Regions from separate parts of the Mus musculus genome. Here regions 1 and 3 are each linked to region 2. A link is a contact called in public HiChIP or PLAC-seq data. All regions are on one chromosome and are shown on one strand. Each heading gives the region's core, a stretch centred on a gene start, on an enhancer-like site or on the middle of the called end of the contact. The rest is flanking DNA. Distances are from core to core; before and after follow the strand shown.

What was found. HiChIP or PLAC-seq counts read pairs in DNA pulled down with a chosen protein or histone mark.
Region 1: a contact with region 2 is called in an H3K27ac HiChIP or PLAC-seq map of stem cell-derived neural progenitor cells, with 4 times the contacts expected there. The contact joins the enhancer-like site here to the promoter of 4922502B01Rik in region 2. A contact is called at or near these places in 3 of 39 promoter capture datasets (the 3T3-L1 cell line, hippocampal neurons and stem cell-derived epiblast-like cells), 2 of 484 Hi-C or Micro-C datasets (cortical neurons and neural progenitor cells) and 6 of 115 datasets of contacts at active chromatin or transcription factors (astrocytes, embryonic basal ganglia, embryonic forebrain and 3 more).
Region 3: an H3K27ac HiChIP or PLAC-seq map of neural progenitor cells shows a contact between it and region 2, with 11 times the contacts expected there. The contact joins the enhancer-like site here to the promoter of 4922502B01Rik in region 2. A contact is called at or near these places in 1 of 39 promoter capture datasets (hippocampal neurons), 3 of 484 Hi-C or Micro-C datasets (cerebral cortex, cortical neurons and neural progenitor cells) and 5 of 115 datasets of contacts at active chromatin or transcription factors (astrocytes, embryonic forebrain, forebrain and 2 more).

Annotation. Positions count from the first base shown.
Region 1 is chr8:108,902,049-108,905,251 of GRCm38.p6, forward strand. The region is part of intron 4 of Zfhx3 (zinc finger homeobox 3); the gene reads left to right. Among named protein-coding and RNA genes, the nearest start is that of Mir3108, 33 kb to the right of the region's middle. Within about 2 kb of position 1,778, at least 27 of the 459 cell types and tissues checked have an H3K27ac peak or open chromatin away from gene starts, as enhancers often do. A contact at or near this core is called in stem cell-derived neural progenitor cells, where this site is marked.
Region 2 is chr8:109,248,457-109,251,328 of GRCm38.p6, forward strand. It overlaps 4922502B01Rik (RIKEN cDNA 4922502B01 gene), which reads right to left and starts at 1,289. Exons shown (of 5, transcript NR_151498.1): 1 at 304-1,289. D030068K23Rik (RIKEN cDNA D030068K23 gene) reads left to right here. Exons shown (of 10, transcript NR_126329.1): 9 at 1,401-1,467; 10 at 2,648-2,872.
Region 3 is chr8:108,789,136-108,792,398 of GRCm38.p6, forward strand. Zfhx3 (zinc finger homeobox 3) reads left to right here. Exons shown (of 10, transcript NM_007496.2): 2 at 3,067-3,263. The coding sequence starts at 3,113. Among named protein-coding and RNA genes, the nearest start is that of Zfhx3, 76 kb to the left of the region's middle. Within about 2 kb of position 1,591, at least 22 of the 459 cell types and tissues checked have an H3K27ac peak or open chromatin away from gene starts, as enhancers often do. A contact at or near this core is called in neural progenitor cells and stem cell-derived neural progenitor cells, where this site is marked.

The DNA.
Region 1 (3,203 bases), core at 528-3,027, 350 kb before region 2:
GGAACTGGAGTTACAGGCAGTTGTTAATCACCATGTGGATGTTGGGAACCAACCCCCAGTCCTTAGTCAGAGCAGCAAGTGGCCGCACCAACTGAGACACCTCTCCAGCCCCACCCATTCTCCACATTTTAAGATCCACTCTCCTCTAGTTTCCCCTTCACTGGCTATTGTCCATTCCCCACCCCTTTCTACATAGTGGTGGCACTGAGTATGTGGCGGGGTTGGGTATCTTTCCTTGTCCGCTTTTTTTGGACACTGTCCTCTCTGACATTGCTTGGAGCCTCGGCCGTTTGATTCCCTTCCTTCTTACAAGCCCGTGCCAGACCATGAAGCAAAACCTTCCCTTGGTCTGCAGTCTCTTTCCCTTACTCTCTTTGTGCTAAGGGTCCATCTTCCCCTTGGAAAAAGTGGGAAGGATCCCACATGAGGTATTTTCCCCATTGCTAGAGTTGTAGAACATTCGCCAGTTTCGGCGCTTACACGAAGGACCTCAACACCCCGGGTTAGCGATTGAAAAGAAGCTTTGTGCTCCAAACCACCATCCGTTACACGCGCGTTTAGTACCAGTTCTTTGTCACCTATACTTTGTCACAGACCTATCCTTTTCATCCCAAATCGTCTCGCATCTCACGGGCCTTGTTTTGTCTTTGGGGTTGAGTATTCCCTCTTCCAGTGCCACCCCCACCCCACCCCACCCCACCCCAGCACTGTAGCATATAGGTGTAAGCCTCCATATTGGCTAACATTTACTGTAGTGTTGGCTGTGGGTGAGGATCACTGCTCTTTATAGCTGTGTGCTGAGATGTGGTGCTGTGCGGGCTGGGGACAGCAGTGGGATCTGTTGCTTCCCAGAGATGCCAAGCCTTTCTTAGAGCTCGGAAACTCCTTCTCGGAAGAGACACCCAGCACGTGAGCTAGAATCTTAAGGCTTGATTTAAAACACAGCAGCAGTGTGGGAAGACCAGAGGAGGAGCTGCTGTGGGTAGCGTCTCTGTGAAAGAAGGCATGGATGTGGGTTACCATTTTGCCTTACACCCTAGACAATACTGTTCTATTGTATAGGATCCAAATCGACAGAACAAGGCAAAGACAGGAGAGGTTTTGCATAGACCTGTTGGCGCGGCTTTCCAAGTTCCTCCGCAGGAGGAGGAGGAAGAGGCAAGCATTTTCTCCCTTCAGTACAGAACTGCACAAGGTGCTGTATCAATGACAACTTAGCCATCCCATCTGCTTGTCCCCACCACGAGTGCAGGAAAAGCGCTTGGGCCAGAAAACATTTGGTTTGTCCCCTGCTCCTCTTCTACCTTACTTTAGCTTGCTTAGGAATTGGCGACAGAAACGTGTTGTTCCTATGGCCTGTCTGTCTGTCTGAGACTAGAGACCTGATGGTTTGGGAGACCGGCCTAGGTTTTGACTTTACACGTGGCAGCATAGTCTTCACATGTTAGGTGTGGCTGTCCGGTTTCTTTCCTGAGCTGGCTGCCTTGTGTATACTAGGCAGCGTGCTGTGGTATTTTAAGATTCTCCAGGCGTGTGGAGATGGAGGAGTCTCTTCTAGGTTACCTCCAGGATCTGTACGTGTATCTGCCATCGCACCGTGACCTGTGTTACCTCGAACACCCTTTGACCTCCCTTGCACGCACTTGGGTCTGCCCGAGGACGGAGAGCGAGTTTAGCCAGTGTTTCTCTGGGTGACATGGCCCTGAAGTCAGCCCGACTTCTGTCCCGTCAGACTTGGTTTGGCATGAGTAAGCCTTTGTTTGTGCTTTGTTTTCATGAATAGCTTGTTTTACCAGCTGTGCGTCTAAGTGGCTTATGATCCAGCAGAAGCGGCCCATTGACAGTCAGTGCCTCTCTGCCTTGCCATCCGCTGCTAGAAGTAAAAGAGTATTTGTGTCTGAGCTCCGTGCTTCGTGGGGGTAAGGCTGCTTTCTGAATGATCACCTTCCTCAAACGAGAAGATGGTCTTCAGAGCAAGGTGACAACCATGCTGGGAATCCAGGTCTGCCACCTATGTGCCATGTGACCCAAGACCTTGTGAGCCAGGGTTTTGTTTTTCTCTATTTGTATAGTCTGTTTTGAAGGCCAGAAACAAAAACAGTTGCCTGCTTCTCCCTTAATTTGCCTTTTTCAAAAATACCTTAAAAAAAAAATCCATAGCTCACTTTGGTGTTGTCAAGCCTTGCCTTCCTCGGTCTTATAAACACCCGGGGTCTGCAGGGCAGCTGCCGCCCTCCCTTCCCATGTCCCGGTTCCTGTATGCACTGCATCCATCACGGCTGCTGTTCCCGTCAGGAGAGCCATCCCTCAAGGTTCTTGCGTTTGCCCATTAGGTTCTAATCACCTCTCTTTAGTACCATTTCTGGTACATCCTGTTCATTTCCCACACACCTTCTTCATTTGTACATAGATGCCGGAGCCAGCTCACAGCCCTCCCCGCCCCCATGTCGTTTTGCATTAAGTATAAGATCTCCAGTGAGTCAGTTTTGACTCTGAAGGGCATACCAGTCTTCTATAACGGAAAACACTAGGGGTGTGTGTGTGTGTGTGTGTGTGTGTGTGTGTGTGTGTGTGTGTGTGTGTGTCTGTGTGTGTGTGTGTGTGAGAGAGAGAGAGAGAGGGAGAGAGAATGGATGTGTGTGTACACCCCCACACACACGCACACGCTTGCTTTAATGTACTCTATCACTCATGTATGTTTATCTATTTTGTCTTCTCCCCTTCAACTGTGGAGGCTTGGCAGTGTTTATTTGAAGCAGGGTGTTATTGAAAGACAGATGCTGTAGGGACTGCTTGGGCCTCACACCTGGAATGTTAAAAAGCTCTCAGGCAGATCTTTTCTGTTGAAAAATGTCCCTTTCTTCAGTGGGGGCGGGGGAGGGAGGTGGTGGAGGGTAGAGGGGGCAGGAAAGAACCAGTACCCATCCAAGAAGCTCCCATCTGCAGCCCTCCTGTGGTCCTGCACCCCTGATTTTGACTGCTCCCTTCCCCCTCCCGCAGCCCCTGCAGATATTTTAAATGATGCATTCAAGACTTTGAAATGTTTTGGTCTCCTGAGTGTGAGTGTGTGAGTCCTTCTCTCCTCTCTATCCAGAGCCTCTCTCCCCACTCAGCTCCAGGGACCCTCACCTCACAACTGGCATGTCCTGCGACTTGCAATGCCTGCCTCCATCCTCCCTTCCCCAAGTAGCATCCTGAGTTGT
Region 2 (2,872 bases), core at 39-2,538:
GGTTTACCAAGAATGAAATAGCCTATTGAGGGAACTTTAAAAGCCCTCAATTAATATGTTGAGCATGTATAAGATCCACAAAGAACTCACTGTATTTCCCACTTCCCCCCAGACATCCCCAGTACTCACAACTCCCCGAACCACCACCTTTCTTTTCTGTCAGGTGTGGGGTGGGGGAAAGATCAGAGCTACACAATAACTGGTTAACCTCTTCAAAACTGCGACAGCACCGGTCTTCACAATTAAAGGACAAAAACAAACACAAATAAAAAGGGTGACTTCATTAATGAGGGGATAAATTACCAATGACTTCTTCACTCTCTTTAGCTTATTACCCCCCAAACAAAACAAATATAATCCACATGTTAAAATCTCTTGTCTTCTTTCTTTGTTTTTGGTATGACGTTCTTTATTATGATTTTTTTTAAGTGTTGGTATTTGTAGAAGCTCCTGCCACTGTGTTCCCCAAAGAGCTACTAGTCTCAGCCCACTGGAGTTTATATTCCTTTAATTGTCTAGTGCAGGGACATTGCTGCCGATCTTAAAAATATACCGCTCTGCAGGAATTAGAGGAATCCAAGGTTGTATCCAACTTCAAAGGTTTCCAAGTCATAATGATTTTAGAAAGGCAGAAGACACATCATGGAAGGAACAAGCCCCCGTTTGAAGATAAGCATCATAGGGAATCTCTTTTTCCTTCCCTGTCTTCCCAACTTTGTGCTCCTCTCGGCTCTGGGTGCCCCCTCGCTAACGTAGTTTAATGATATGCAAATGAAATATGCATAAAACCATCCTACTGTATGATGATTAAACACTGGAGACATTAACAGCGGAGGCTTTACTCTGTATAATAATCCTTCCCGACCATCCACTTCGATTGCGGAGTTATGGAAACCCATAGCAGTTGGCAGAGAGAGGGGAAAGAGAGAAGGAAGAAGAGATGCAGGGGCACATCTCCCACTCGGTGCTTCTCCCACTCCCAAGGAGCTCCCCCAACCTTTGTACTGCACTAGTGCTGTCTTTTGTAATCCATCCATGCAGTCGCACCAGAGCGATTAACGGGGGGAAAAAACCTCTTTTCTCTTAATGTTTCAAAGCTCATTAGCCAAACGATTATTCCTCATTAACAGCGAAAGCTTATTCATTAAAAGGAAGGATATGCCCAAAAGATGCCAGCGCAGTTAATCCTGAGTCCCGTAACTGGACTGTAAATCCCAAACTACTTGTATATTCCATGCGAAAGGGGCACGCGCCAATCCACAATTAAAAGAAAAAAAAAAAAAGAAAAAGAACAAAAATGAAAACAGTTTGTGTGTTTTGTAAAATCCACAAGAGCAGCAATTAATATTCCCATTGAATTGACTTTAATTTTTGTGTGTGTGTCTCCCTTTTGTTTCCAGCGCCTGCCCCTGGCTCAGCGCCCGGTGCCAACAGAACACCTTCAGGATTCACAGCAACGCAGAAACCGTGAGTACCAGCCGCTTCCCTCAGACCCTTTTGCAGGATGTCTTTTTTTTTTTTTTTTTTCCTTAAGCACCTAAAACATAGAGACAAGGCTCTTTTCCCTTCTGCTCCTCAGCATCATGCCACCAGGGTTTGCCTGGTAGCCCCTTCCAAATCTCTCTGCCTTCAAGTTTGTACTTGTGTGTGTGGCATCCCTCCTCCTCCTCCTCCTCCTCCTCCTCCTCCTCCTCCTCCACTCCCATAGTGGATCTTGTAAAGGGGCTTCAGACGACCCCATTCATCTCCCCGGTGATAGCAGCGAATGTAGATAAATCTCTGGCTGCCTGCTTGCTGCTCCAGTATGATTTTTATTTTGTCTTCTGTGTGTACCTGGGTTAGAGAGTGGGATGCATACACACACACATACAAGTACATACTCAGATCTCCCAGTCTTTCCTCTGCCATCCTCTCCCACTTCTCAGACATGCATACACCACCCCACACACGTGTAAGTGCAAACCATATACACCTATATACGTACCCATACCTATAGCATGAAAATATATACATAGCTAAGCATTCAGTTTGTCAGAGAGTCTGTGTATTTGTATACACGCAGAGCCTTACACACATCTCTATATGCACTCGATGGTTGCCTGTTTTCACGTCTACCCATCTAGATAGCTCCTTTTAAACATTCCCTCTTTTCTCTCAGCAGAGGCTGTGTGCCATTTCCATCCAGGATTGGGAAAGCAGTATTCCTTCCTTAGAATTTCTATCTGTAGACCTTTATGTTTCCTTCTCTGCCTTCTTCGGAGCTATAAAATTGGCATCTTTCCCTGAGGTTTTCCGAATGGCAAGTGGTACCGGCTGTGGCATGCATTCATGCCGATTCCTCAGGCATTTCTCTTCCGATGTCTGCCTTTCCTCTTTGTTGTTGACTTGGCTGAACGGTGTGTTGTTGTTGTTGTTTTTTTAAGTTAATTATAAACGAAGTTGAGTAGCAAATAAGCCAGTAGCTTGCCCTCTCAAAAAAAAATTAATGAAAAAACAAAAATAGCCCACACAAGTGCCTTCTGCTGCAACAGATGCCCACATCACCCTTGGCATGGGCAACGGACAAACAGTTTGGGTGGTTGATGATTTTCTCTGACTGTCGCTGTATCTGTTGTTTGTTTTCCTTGTTTCTTTTTGATTTTTCAAGATGTCCAGGACCCCGGCCTCTGCTTGGAACGGAATGGTGTCATGGCGGAGACAACGGCCTTTGTCTTGCTGGGTGTGAAAACATCCGCCGTGCTGGCTCTTCCACTGCGGCAGAATCAAGTTTAAATGAAAAAAGTGATTAAAGTCAGCTTTGTGCTTCTTTGGTGTGGAAGACCCCAAAACCCCAAGTAGCCGATTCCCAGGGTCCAAGGAAGGGCTCATAGTT
Region 3 (3,263 bases), core at 341-2,840, 460 kb before region 2:
ATTTAAAGGGAACCTGCGGGAGTAGCCAGGGGACCAAGAATTGGCCTGCAGGAAGGGTTGAGAGTTCCGGGTGAGCCAGACTGGAGTGTCTGTGGGATGGGGTCAGGGCTGGAGGGGAGGGCTTAGGGGGCTGAGGAGAGGTTTGTGAATGCTGAGTGGCAGGGCTTCCTGTGAAAGTGTGGGGACCCACTTGGTTCCCAGGCCGCCCTCTGTAACTGAAGAGCATTGATTTTACGGGAAACCATGTTTACAGACAGAGCGCTGATCGACCTGCCGAGTTGACTTCTGCCTCCTTAAGTAAGAACTACCTTTTTCTTATTGACTGGCTGATAAACAGAGCAAGCTCGCTGGGTGGGAGAGTAGTGGATGCCCCGAGGCCCATGAGCTGCCAGACTGGGCAGGATGAAGAGATTGCTTCACGTCAGCGCACCCCCACCCCCTTCCCAGTCTATTCCTTCTTCTCTGCATCTGCTAGGGACCCAGGCAGGAGGACACATGCAGCCTTCCTGCCCTGGCAATACAGAAACAGACAGGCTGGTCGTCTGGTGAAGATGTCGTGAAACAGCATCTCAAACTTTAATTCAGGGTCCCCAGAGATGATGTGTATCTGACAGGTCTGTTTGGGGTGGGGTGTGAGCCTGCATTTTTCAGGACAGTGCTATTGACGCATCTCCTTAAAAAGTTTCGCCTGCAGTCAGTGGGTATCGGGGAGAAGCTCTAACACAGGCGTTCTGGGCCTGGAAACTGGGCTTTCTTTCCCACCTGCATCTTTATGGGCTGTCACCTTCCTAGGATCGACCCCCAGACCCAATGCCCCAGTTCCCTGTCTTTCAGAACTAGTAACTTGCTTGGGAGTAGGGAACAAATTAAACGAGTCTCTCTCTCTCTTTCTCTCTCTCTCTCTCTCTCTCTCTCTCTCTCTCTCTCTGTCGTCGTCGTCGTCGTTGTTGTTGTTGTTGTTATATTCTGTTTTTAAAGTCCCAGCCCCTTAGCCGGCCAGTTCATGGAGGAGGAAGAAGAGAGCCAGGCAAGCAAAGCCCACCAATTAATTGGTAAATGCTAGCAGGTTTCTCTGGCCCAACCCAGGCTGGAGAGGAGATTGGCTTTGCTGTCAATAAACAAGTCCCTGGTGCAGCATCAAAGCTGTTCTCCTTTATCAATCGTGGCCTCCCCTTCCCGCATGTTCCTGTAACTTACCAAGCATTTATGACATTGATTTTACAATCGGGCTGTTAACCCTCCCGCCCCTTCAGACCTGCCATCCTTTTGGGCTTGAACTGTCAATCAGGTGTCATCCAGCCAATCAGGGATGTCCTTAGGAAGAGCCTCCCCCGATTCTCACCTAGATCCCAGCTAAGCCTTGTGGGAAGCCCTGTCTCATTTGCCACTGGGGCTGGTTTAGTGAGGTGATTTGTTTGAAGCGAACAGGTCGTTTCTAAGGCACACGGAACTTTTACCATCACAGAGGCCAAGGTTATCAGTCGATTGATTGGACAAGTGAGTGCGTGAGAGTCTTAAACCAATCATGGCACATCCTTTTGGAGGCCTCTGCAAGCCTGCCTTCTCCTCCTTTTCCCGAGGGGGAGCTGTTGGCTCACTATGCAGTCAAGCCCGGAGAAATACAGAAAGTCGAAGACAAGGTTGGCAGGAGATGGAGGGAGATGAAACCTAGCCAAAAGCTCTGTCTGCTGCTCATGAATGAGCTAGATGGCAGAGCAGGGACCAGATGGCCTGGGGTCTGTGACTAAAAGACTGAACCAGGTCTCCTACAGGTGCTGAGCCACCTGTAGGAGACCTGCAACAAGGCCATAACCACCCCCGAGGAGGTGATGGTACAGGAGCCAGGCAGCCTGTGATCTGTTGCTACCTTCCCCAGGGACATGAACTCTCAGAGGGCAAGTTCAGCTCAGTAGCACTCTGGAGTCGGAAACGGAAAAGCCCCAGGGCTGCAGGACAGCTGCTAGGGCAGCAACTAATAACCAAGAGGCAGCTGTGCAAGAGGGCCTTGGTCATCAGCCCAGCTGCCGTCTCTGCCTTTGCTAGGGGAAACCCACCCCATGCAAGGCGCATGGCGAACAGGCTCCCTGCAGATGGGCAGAAGGAGGTATTGCTCCCCAAGGAGGCATTGCCCCATTGAAAGTCGGGCCAGCCTCATCCTTGGTGCCTTCGTAGTTTCACTTGCGAAGTCTTCTGAGCTCCAGACGAGGAAGCTTTTCTAGTTTGGGGGTGAAGGAGATGGGAATTTGGGGGTGAAGGAGGGGGTCTTCTCTTCAGTTTGATGGTTGAGAATCGTGGCACCGGCCTCGGTTAGGATTTACCCTAGAAGGTTTACTGCTTGGGACATGTGACTTCTGATGTTTCCGAGACCCGATGGGGAGGGATGTGGGCCGTTGTCCCCCTTGGGCCCTTTTCAGGATGTACCTAAGCCTTTACCTTTGCCCTCTGACCCCTGTAGACCTTTGAACTCACCAAACCTGACACACGGGCACTGATTTCTCTATGTCACTCAGCTCTTTCTGAAGGTGGCCACAGCTTCTTCCCCTCATCCTCCCTGGTGTCCCCCCCCCATGCCCCCCCCCAGTGCAATTGATCTGCTACAGATGGCTTCATGTAAGTTATCTGTATTGGGGGGGGGGTGGGCGGGTCATTCCATGACCTCACTGGGTACTGGAAAGATGCTAAGCCTCTTCCACTGTGGCTCCCTGCCCAGCCTGTCTCAAAGCCCTGATGGCATGGAGTGAAAATTCCAGTGGATCGAACTGTAGAGTGACAGACAGTGTGAAGTCTAAGGGGCTTATCCCTGACCGCTTCCCTGTTTCCCACTCAACGCATGGACCCGGCTGTGTCGTCCATGGTGCCTCTTGCCCTCTCTGTACCGCACCGTGCAGGGGCCATGTTCCCCAGTCTGCCCTCTGCCCTGCAAGCTTTGTGTCGTGGGTGTGGACAGAAGCTTTCTTAGAGCACCCCACGCGGGGACTTTAGCCTCAGCCCTCCTAACCTCTTTCCTTTCTCTCTCTCTTTCCCCTCTCTCCCTCCTCCCCACCCCCCCTCGCCTCCGCCCTTCAGGTCCGATCCGTACTGGGTGCAATGAAAGCTCCAAGCAGGCCTTACCATGGAAGGCTGTGACTCGCCCGTCGTCTCGGGGAAGGACAATGGGTGCGGGATCCCTCAGCACCGGCAATGGACTGAACTCAACAGCGCCCACCTCCCCGACAAACCCAGTAGCATGGAGCAGCCCACAGGCGAGAGCCATGGGCCCCTGG